Regions from separate parts of the Capra hircus genome. Here region 2 is linked to region 1. The links are chromatin contacts, called in public Hi-C maps. All regions are on one chromosome and are shown on one strand. The core of a region is the stretch at or near the end of the contact, and the rest is flanking DNA. Distances in the headings are between cores, read along the strand shown.

Region 1 (5,491 bases), core at 1,069-3,568:
TTAGTTATCCATTTCATATATAGCAGTGAATATAGGTCAATCCCAATTTCCCAGTTCGTCTCACCATCCTTTCCCACCTTGGTGCCTTTATGTCCATTCTCTATATCTGTGTCTGTATTTCTGTTTTGCAAATAAGATCATCGATACCATTTTTCTAGCTTCCACATATATGTGTTAATGTACAGTATTCTTTTTCTCTTTCTGACTTCACTCTGTATGACAGACTCTAAGTCCATCCACGTCTCTACAAATGAACCAATTTCATTCCTTTTCATGACCAAGTAATATTCCACTGGGCCTTCCACCATTGTTCAGCGGTAAAAACACTGCCTACAACGCAGGAGACTGGTTTGATCCCTGGATCAGGAAGATCCCCTGGAGGAGGAAATGACAACCCACTCCAGTATTCTTGCCTGGAAAATCTCATGGACAGAAGAGCCTGGTGGGCTACAGTCCATAGGGTGGCAAAAAGTTTGATATGACTAAGCAACTGAGTGGGCTTCCCTTCCCTGATAACTCAGCTGGTAAAGAATCGGCCTGCAATGGGAGATCCCGGTTCAGTTCCTGGGTTGGGAAGACTCCTTGGAGAAGGGATAGGCTACCCACTGTAGAATTCATGGGCTTCCCGAAATCTGGGTTCGATCTCTGGGTTGGGAAGATCCTCTGAAGGAGGGCATGGCAGTCCACTCCAGTGTTCTTGCCTGGAGAATCCCCATGGACAGAGGAGCCTGGCGGGCTACCTTCCGCGGAATCTCAAAGACTCAAATGAATACACAAAAGCAACTGAGCAGGAAGAAGAGAGAAAGCCCTTAGTGGCTGGCACATTTTAGCACACAATAAATATTGTTTGTGGTCCTCACAATACCAGCTCCTATGCCTGCATACCTCCTGAGTGCCATGCCCATGAGGGTTTTACATGCATAAAACACATTTCTCAGCGGCCTAGAGAAATGTGGTCTCCAGATAGAGATCACAAAGAAATCACGGAATCTGGACTTTGGACTCGTGTGCTGACCCAAAGCACCGTCTGTGCGGCCCTAATGGGCACTTTTATTTATTTGGTGGTGATGGGTCTTCGCTGTTCCATTGTGGCACACAGGCTCAGTAGTTGGGGCATGTGGGATCTTAGTTCCCAGACCAGGGATTGGACTCGTGTCCCCTACATTGCAAGGTGGATTCTTTAGCAGAAACCCCCAGGGAAGCCCCTTGGGGAGCACTCTCACCTCTACCAGTTACTGTGCTAGTGGTCACACTCGTGTGACCCTCCCAACAATCCTGAGACAGGGGATAAGGTGAGGCCATATCAGAGAGGACCACAAAACCTAGGGTAAGGGGTTTGGGTTTGATTCTGAGGCTAGGGGGAAGCCAGTGGAGGGTTTTCAGCATGATCTCCTTCTGTTTTAGATAGATCCCCACGGCTGCAAGTGTGGGACAGACATTGGGGACAAGGTAGGAGATGGGAGACCTGGGAGGGGGCTTCGATGGCTTGGGTGGGGCCAGTGTAAGGGTGACAAGGTGATGAGAGGCAGCAGAATGCAGCTGCTGGGACAAATGACCATGAACTTGGCAGCTTAGAACAATAGGAATCTATTTTTTAAATAATTTTATTTATGTGTTTATTTTTGGCTGTGCTGGGTCTTCGTTGCTGAATGGGCTTTTCTCTAGTTAGGATGAGAGGGGGCAACTCTTCTTTGCGATGCATGGGCTCCTTGTCACGGTGGCTTCTCTTGTTGCAAAGTATGAGCTCTGGGGCATGTGGGCTTCATCTTCCCAGACCAAGATTCGAACCTGTGTCCCCTGCATTGCCAGGAGGATTCTTATCCACTAGTACCACAAGGAAGGTCCCAGCAACAAAGATTTATGCTCTCAGGGTTCTGGGGGCCAGAAGTCAGAAATTGGTATCACTGAGCTGAAAACAAGGGGAGGGCAGGGTCACACTCCCTTGGAGACCCCCAGGGAGCATTCTTCCGTACCTCTTCCAGCTTCCGGTGTCTGCTGACGCTACTTGGTTTGTGGCCTTACTGCTCCAGTCTTAAAGCCTCCGTCTTCACATCGCTTCCTCCTCTATGCGTGCTTCTTTCTCTCTCTCTGCTTCTGCCTATAAGGACACTTACAAGTGATGCTGTTTAGGGCCCACCTGGACAGTCCAGGATAATCTTCCCATCTCAGGATCCCTAACTTCATCACACACTCTTTTTCCTTATAAGGGATTAGAACCAGTTGCTTTGGGGTACCGTTATTCTGCCTACTACAGCAGAGTGGGTGGAATCTGTAGATGGATAATGTATGGAGAGGGATTCCCAAGTGGCTCAATGGTAAAGAATCTGCCTGCCCAGCAGGAGATGCAAATTCGATCCCTGAGTCGGGAAGATTCCCCTGGAGAAAGGAAATGGCAACCCACTCCAGTATTCTTGCCTGGGAAATCCCACGGACAGAGGAGCCCAGTGGGCTGCATTCCATGGGGTCGTAAAGAGTTGGACATGACTTACCAACTAAACAACAGCAGCAGCAATGATTTATGGAGAAAGAGGGAAAGAGTCTTTGGAATGGCAGGGAGGACTCCGAGGTGAGTGGCCTGAGCAGCTGGAGGGGCGGAGGTGCCATCCCCGGGATGGGGCTGGCGGGGGAGGGGCAGGTTTGGGAGAGCCCAGGAGCTCAGCTTTGGAAGCAGAACCCTTGAGTCTGAATTGGATGTCAAGCAACTAAGAGGGGCTGCTGGGTAAGTCTGGAGGTTGGGTTAAAGAGAAATTTGCATGCATAAAGAGACTGGATGAGCTTTCCAGGGAGAGAAGAGCACCAAAGTCAAGAGAGAAGAGCATCAAAGTCACACGACCAGGGTTTTTCAACAAATAATTTGCTTTAAAGAAAAGGGCATATTAGGGAGTGTCATTAAGCTTTTGAATGCAGGGGGATCCGTATGTACCTCAACATCTCTCAAAGCCCATAAGGCCCTTTTCAGAATCAAGTTTACAAAGGTATAACATCCACAAAGTTACGAAGGAAACTTTTTGTATTAATATACAGTTTAAAAAATAATTGTGATATTTGTGCTTCTTTATTAATACAGTAAAGAATAACCTGATAACTCAGTTGGTAAAGAAAAGGCCTGCAATGCAGGAGACCCTGGATTGATTCCTGGGTCGGGAAGATCCCCTGGAGAAGGGATAGGCTACCCACTCCAATATTCTTGGGCTTCCCTGGTGGCTCAGCTGGTAAAGAATCTGCCTATAATGGGGGAGACCTGGGTTCAATCCCTGAGTTGGGAAGATCCCCTGGAGAAGGAAAAGGCTGCCCATTCCAGTATTATGGCCTGGAGAATTCCCTGGACTGTGTAGTCCATGGGGTTGCAAAGAGTTGGACACAGCTGGGCAACTTTCACTTTCTTCTTTCAAAGAATGAGATCTGGCTGCAGATCCAGTGGGGCTTCCCAGTGGCACTAGTGGTGAAGAACCTGCCAATGCAGGAGGCGGACGTAAGAGACGCGGGTTTGGTCCCTGGGTTGTCCCTAGGGAAGAGCACATCAACCCTCTCCAGTCCTCTTGCCTGGAGAATCCCATGGACAGAGCAGCCTGGCAGGCTACAATCCATGGAGTCACAAAGAGTGGGACACAACTGAAGCGACTTAGCACGCAGATCCAGTAACTACCATAATTTCAAGCACTGATGAGTAAAACCAATGTTTCAAGATATCTACAACAGTTATGTGCTGTGAAACAGCTGTGATTTATGTGGATGATGAAGTCACAGGTTTTGCCAATAGTACTGATTTGTTGCCAATGTTCATAATTGACAAAAATATCAAATTTTAGTTAGAGGTTTGTGAAAACAGACATTTCAAAATTTTCCCACCAACGATAGAACTCTGGACCCCTTGGAGGTCCTGGGACCCCAGGTCAAGAATCCCTGTAGATTAAAAACACAACCTGGGAGTTTGCTAGTGGTCCAGTGGTTAAGAATCTGCCTGTCAATGCAGGGGACACAGGTTCGATCCCTGGTCGGGGACAATTCCACATGCCGCAGGGCAACTAAGCCCATGCGCCATAACTACTGACGCTGGAGTGCTCTAGAGCCTGTGCTCCACAAGAGAAACCACCGCAGTGAGAAGCCTGAGCACCGCGACTAGAGCGTAGCCTCCACTCGCAGAGCCTAGAGAAAGCCCACCTGCAGCAATGAAGACTCAATGCAGTCAAAACTAAATTACTTAATACAATACTTTTATTTTATTTATTTTTCTTATATTTATATACTTGGCAGCCTTGGGTCATAGTTGCAGCTCATGGGCTTTGTTGCCCCATGGCATGTGGGATCTTAGTTCCTAGACCAGGGGTTGAACCAGCATCCTCTGCATTAGAAGGCATATTCTTAACCCTGGACCACCAGAGAACTCCATAAAATAAGTTTTAAAAATACAACGTGTATAAGAACAAACATGTGGATACCAAGAGTGGGGAGGGTGGAATGAATTGAGAGATTGGGGTTGACCGCCTTGGCAACCCACTCCAGTATTCTTGCCTGGAGAATCTGATGGACAGAGGAGCCTGGCGGGCTACAGTCCATGGGGTCTCAAGAGTCAGACACAACTTAGCAACTCAACCACCACTACAACATATACTACTATGCATAAAATAGATAGCTAAGGAGAATCTACTGTATAACACAGGAAACTCTACTCGGGGCTCTTTTGTGACCTAAATGGGAAGGTGAGGTGAGGTGAGGTGAAGTTGCTCAGTCGTGTCCGACTCTTTGCGACCCCGTGGACTGTAACCTACTAGGCTTCTCCGTCCATGGGACTCTCCAGGCAAGAATACTGGAGTGGATTGCCATTTCCTTCTCCAGGGGATCTTCCCGACCCAGGGATCGAACCCCTGTCTCCCGCATTAGAGGCAGACGCTTTAACCTCTGAGCCACAAGGGAAGCCTAAATGGGAAGGAAATACAGGAAAGAGAGGATATATGTATATGTACACCTGATTCACTTTGCTGTACAGCAGAAACTAACCTAACTCTGTAAAGCAACTATACTCCAAATAAATTTAAAAAAAAAAAAAAAAACGCTATGTGTGGATCTTGCATAGATCCTGATTTGAACAAACCGACTTAAAAAGACACTTCCAAGATAATTGGGATATTTGAACATAGACTGTGTATTATAAGATATTAAGGAAATATTGTTCATTTTTTGTATGATACAGGCATTGTGGTTATGATTTTTGTCACATTATTACTGATTTGAGATAGATGGTGAAATATTTGAGATAGAAAGTTACAGCTAGGGTTGGCTTATTGTGCAAGCTTAAAATTAGGGTTTGTTTTAAAGTACTATAGCTAAAGGAGAGTGAGGTCATTTTCTTGAATGATGGTGATGTCCTGCTTCTTTGCACGTATGTGTGTTCTCAGTTCAGTTCAGTCCCTTAGCCGTGTCCGACTCTTTGCGACCCCATGGACTGCAGCATGCCCGGCCTCCCTGTCCATCACCAACTCCCGGAGCTTGC
Region 2 (5,233 bases), core at 1,992-4,491, 120 kb after region 1:
TGGTTGAATGAGCCCTTCCCTGGTGGCTCAGAAGGTAAAGAGTCTGCCTACAGTGCGTGAGACCTGGGTTTGATCCCTGGGTTAGGAAGATCGCCTGAAGAAGGAAATGGCAACCCACTCCAGTATTCTTGCCTGGAAAATCCCATGGACAGAGGAGCCTGGTGGGCTACAGTCCATAGGGTCACAAAGAGTTGGATATGACTGAGTAACTTCACCTTCTTTCTTTCTTTACTGGTTGAATAGAGAAGAGTCAGGACAGTTGGAGGATAGGAATGGAAGTGAAATTTTCACTATGTATATATGTGTGTGTCTGTGTGTATCCCAATATACATCCACTTATCTATCTATCTGACCATGATACCCACCTAAAGATTGCTTTTAAAAAGTCAATGATTTTTTAAAAAGCATCTACTCTTTTTTTATTGTAGCTTTTTACAAAAATGATTTTTTTAATCTTTGGTTGCACTGGGTTCTCCTTGATATGTGCAGGCTTTCTCTAGTTGCATCAAGTGGGGGCCACTCTTCACTGTGGTGATGGGCTTCTCACTGGGGTGGCTTCTCTTGTTGCAAGACACAGGCTCTAGGCATGTGGGCTTCAGTAGTTGCAGCACTTGGGCTCAGTAGTTGTGACTCCTGGGCTCCAGAGCACAGGTTCAATAGTTGTGGCACTTGGGCTTAGTTGCTCCAAGGCTTGTAAGATTTTCCCGGATCAGGGATCAATGTATCCTGCATTGGCAGGTGGATTCTTCACCACTGAGCCACCAGGGAAGCCCCAAGATACTGTATGTTAAAAGGTGATGTGCACTAGGAGAAAAAGAAACAGGCAAGAGGCATAGGTAGGGAAGCCTTTTCCATAGGATGGCTTGGGGAAGACCCTGCTGAGGAGGAAACATTTGAGCAAAGACTTGAAGGAGGAGATGTGAGCATGCAGTTATGTATCAGGAGGCATGCCAGTGAGAGGGGACAGATAGCAGAGGCCTGGAGATGGGAGTATGTTTCCTGTCCTAGACTAAAGGAATAGCAAGGAGCAAGCATGGCTGGAGCAGGGTGTACAAGGAGGACGGTGGAGAGAGATGAGGTTGAAGAAGTATTGGGCAGGTCACATAGGAGGCATCTGAGCAGAGGGGTGACTCAGGTTTCACAGAGTCCATCTGGCTGCAAGTGTGGGACAGCCTGGAGGGGAGAGATGGGAGCAGGGAGACCACGGGGAAAAGAAGATTGGGCCAGCCCAAGGAGGGCAGAAGAGTTGGGGGAAGAGAGTGGCTCTATCTTGAACTCTAGAGACAACAGGATTTCTGAATGGACTGGATGTGGAGTTGAGAGAAAGAGAGGTTTCCAGGAAGAAACCAAGGCTTTTTAGCTTGAACACGGAGGGATGGAGTGCCATGAACAGAGGTGGATTGTGGAAAGATTGAATCTGAGAAATCTTCGCAGTGATTCAGTGGCTGATAGGTGTAAAGTCTTTGGCTCAGGCGCAATCTGTGGCCAAAACCCCTCTCCACAGAAGCCAGCAAGCCCAGATTTCAGTCTCTAGACGCCCATGTCCTTCTGACAATGCGGTGAAATCCTTGGGCCCTAACCCCAGAATAGGCCAGGAACCTTTCATTCCCAAGATACTGAACTCCCATCCTGGGCCCTACTTCCCTCATGTATCCCATGCTTCCCCCAAGTCTACTGTTGAGGAAATCAGGCTCCAGCTCAGCTCTTCATTGTCTTATTTTTTGGCTATGCAGGCTTGTGGGATATTAGTTCCCCAACCAGAAATTGAACCCAGACCCTTGGCAGTGAAATCAGAGTCCTAACCACTGGACCACCAGGGAATTCCCTCAGCTTCAGCCAATTGAAGTCCAACAAGGAGCTGGGACTTCCCTGGTGGCTCAGACTGTAAAGAATCTGCCTGCAATGCAGGAGACCTAGGTTTGATCCCTGAGTTGGGAAGATCCCCTGGAGGGGGAAATGGCAACCCACTCCAGTATTCTTGCCTGGGAAATCCCATGGACAGAAGAACCTGGCTGGCTACAGTCCATGTGGTCACAAAGAGTTTGACATGACTGAATGACTAACACACACAGAGGAGCTGGCTGCTTCATAGGTGTAGGTGTTAGTGGTTTTGTATGTCTTATTCTGAAGGCAGTTGGTAGCCACCTGACTCGGTTTGAATCCCGACTCTACCACATTCCCAGCCATGTGTGTGACTTCAGATAATTAATAAGTGACTTGACTTCTCTGTGTCTCACTTTTGCCATCTCATTAAATGGAGCTGTTAATGGTCTATATTATGCAAGGTTGTTTTGAGGATTATACAAACTTGAATATGTAAAGCTCTGCGCAGAATCCTTCCATGCCTTGTGCACAGTAAGAGCTATGCAAGCCCTTGCTGTTCTTATTGTTTTAACGGTAATAATAATAACCAGCTTGGCCCTAGTGAGGGTGAGCCTGGCAGGTAGTGATGGTGTGTGGGGGAGGAGGGGTGTCCCTCCTGCCGGACCCCCAGAACCAGGCTTTTCTCCTCCCCCTCAGAGCAACCTGATGGTGCCAGTGCTTATTGGCTGCCCTCCAGGCAAGCGCCTGGCCTTCGACATCACCTACACGGTGCAGTACAACCGCGCGCAGAACAAACACTACTTCGACTGCGTCAAAGTGGACCCGGAGATGCCCTGCTTTCTCTTCCGGGACAGTGGGTGTCCAGCGCCCTCTCCTTTGCCCTCCCCGGCCCTTCCTGCCTGCCCGCTCACTGCCCCCACCCATCCTCTGCTCTTCCTTTGGGTCTTTCATCTCTCCTCCTTCCCCTCTCTCATTTCTCCTCCCGGCCTCCACCCCTCCGACCCCACAGTCTTCTACCCATTCTTCTTGATCCAAGATTTGGTGACGGGCGATTCTGGCAGTTTTCAGGGCAGGTAAAGTGGGGGCCAAGCCGGCGGCTGACGGGAGTGGGCTGGGGACAAGGGACTGGGGTGGGGCGCAGAGAAAAGGGGGTGGTAGAGGTGAGGCAGGACTCCAGACAGCCCCTTCGAATCTCTGCTCCCCACAGCTACGTGCTGAAGGTGGTGGGCGGCGGGCCCACCCTTGACACCATCAAGGAATACAGCGAGGAGGAAATCTACCGCTTCAACAGCCCCCTGGACAAGTAATTCCCGTGGGACCAGGCCCATAATCGGCCCTTCTTCCCCTGCAGGCCCCCTCCAGCTGCCCAGCCACGGACCAAACCTGGGCTGCAAGCCATACCCACAGGGCCCCGCCCACAGCGCAGGCTCCCAGGCTCCTGCAAACTCCAGCCCTCCTGTGGCATGAAGCTCCACCCACCCAATCCCCACCCCCTTCCCCGCCTCCTTTTGGGGCCTCGGTCCGCGGAGGCCCCGTCCCCCACTGAGGTTACCCCTGCCTGCGCAGGACTGGCAGCCTCATCTGGACCACGGAGAACACAATGACCACCGAGGACTTGTCCTTCAACATCATGTCCCACAACAGTTTAGGCATCGAGTGAGTGCCTGGGCCGACTGCAGGCCCCTTCTCCCCCATCTGCCCACATTCTGTCGGGCCTTTCCATCCATTCTACCTCCGGGAGACTCCTTGGTTCTCAAGCTACACTGACTGTCTTTGTATTCCTCGAATGAGACTGACTTTGACCTTTATGCAAACTGGATCCTCTATCCACAGGACTGGTCCTTCTTAATCTTTCTTCAGGCCTTAGTTCAGATGCCACTTGCTCCAGGAGGACTTTGCTGACTGTTCTAGGTGGGACAGTTGGCTCTCTCATCCTCCTGTACCTTCCCTATTCTCACCCTGACCCTCTGAGCTGTCACTGTCTCTCGTGGAGTCTGCCTCTTTTAAAAATCCAGGTCTAGAATAGATAACATAGTATTTGTTGAATGAGACAGTGAACAAATTCATGCATTCTTGGTAGGCATTTATTGACCTTTGAATGGAGGTATCAATGAATGAATAAAAAAATGAAGTAATAAGTTAGCATATAGCAGGAATTCCCTGGTGGTCCAGTGGTTAGGACTTTATGCTTCCACTGCTGGAGGCTTGATCCCTGGTTGGGGAACTAAGATCCTGCAAGCTGTGTGGCATGGCCAGGAGAAAAAAAAAAATTAGCATATAGGGCCTCAGTAGCTGTTTTTTTTTTTTAAGTTCTCAAAATTTTTATTACGAACAGAACAGTGACAGAATATAAGCTTACCATTGTTGTTGTTTAGTCTATGGGGTCACACAGAGTCAGACACGACTGAAGCAACTTAGCAGCAGCAGCAGCAGGAGCAGCAGTCTATAATTTGTATCTGACTCTTTGCCACCCCGTGGACTGCAGCCTGCCAGGCTCCTCTGTCCATGAAATTTCCCAAGCATAAATAAGTATTTTTGATTTAATCAATGAAAGAAAATGATGCCATAAGCAAATAAAGGAAACAAATGAGTGAACAAAGTAACCAACTTGCACCTAGGCAGTATTCAACCTGCATTTATTGACTATATGAAAAAAGGAATGAAGAAGTGCCTTTGTACCTAGCAGCTGCTCCAGCTCTATCTGTGCCATGAAGGAATAAAAGCAGTAAAGAATAAATGAGGAACTGGCACATCATAGGTGTACAATCTATAATCTAGACGAATACATAGGAACAGAGGAATTGACAACTCCCCTAAAGAAGGGAGGAAAAGAATGGATAAACAAGCAGCCTGTCTCCTGGGAGGGGGTCAGTCAGCCTTACCAGTTGAATGAGTGGAGGCGTGAATCAGGGAGAGAAGTAGGAGGCTGCACCGAGTTAGTGCTCGTCCAGAACTTGTTGGGTAGAGGGGAAGATCAGGGGCTGTCACGCGCTAGGCATGATTTGTCCCACAAGTGCCTGAACTTGCTCCCCCAGGTGGCTATGTCAGGAGAACTCGCCGTGCCATGACACCATTCCCTACCACATCTTTGCCCCTGAATTCTTCTTCAAGGTGTTGGTGAGCAATAGGTGAGGCACACACACAGCTGAGGTGGGATCGGGGGCTTCCTGGGGGAGGTGCCCACCTCCTCCCCACCCCATCCTGACCCCCATCCCCACCAGAGGCGTGGACAAGAGCACCTATTGTGACTACCAGCTCACCTTTCTGCTGCACATCCACGGGCTCCCGCTCAGTGCCAGGCGGGCCTTCCTCATCCTCCTGGTAAGTGGCTGCCCTGGAGCTGCCCTGCCTGGTGGAGGCACGCCCCCGACCCCGAACCCAGACCGCCTACCATCGCCTGTTGGCCCGT

Evidence for each region. Hi-C and Micro-C count contacts between places; a contact is called where the count stands out from the background.
Region 2: a Hi-C map of blood shows a contact between it and region 1, with 6 times the contacts expected there. The contact joins the enhancer-like site here to the promoter of DPF1 in region 1. A contact is called at or near these places in 2 of 5 Hi-C or Micro-C datasets (both in blood).

The regions. Positions count from the first base shown.
Region 1 is chr18:48,946,013-48,951,503 of ARS1.2, forward strand. DPF1 (zinc finger protein neuro-d4) reads right to left here and starts at 2,319. Exons shown (of 14, transcript XR_001919484.1): 1 at 1,974-2,319.
Region 2 is chr18:49,067,155-49,072,387 of ARS1.2, forward strand. It overlaps CATSPERG (cation channel sperm-associated protein subunit gamma), which reads left to right. Exons shown (of 26, transcript XM_018062329.1): 21 at 2,521-2,897; 22 at 3,032-3,127; 23 at 3,391-3,480; 24 at 4,860-4,952; 25 at 5,046-5,145. Among named protein-coding and RNA genes, the nearest start is that of PSMD8, 15 kb to the right of the region's middle. Within about 2 kb of position 3,242, at least 1 of the 5 cell types and tissues checked has an H3K27ac peak or open chromatin away from gene starts, as enhancers often do.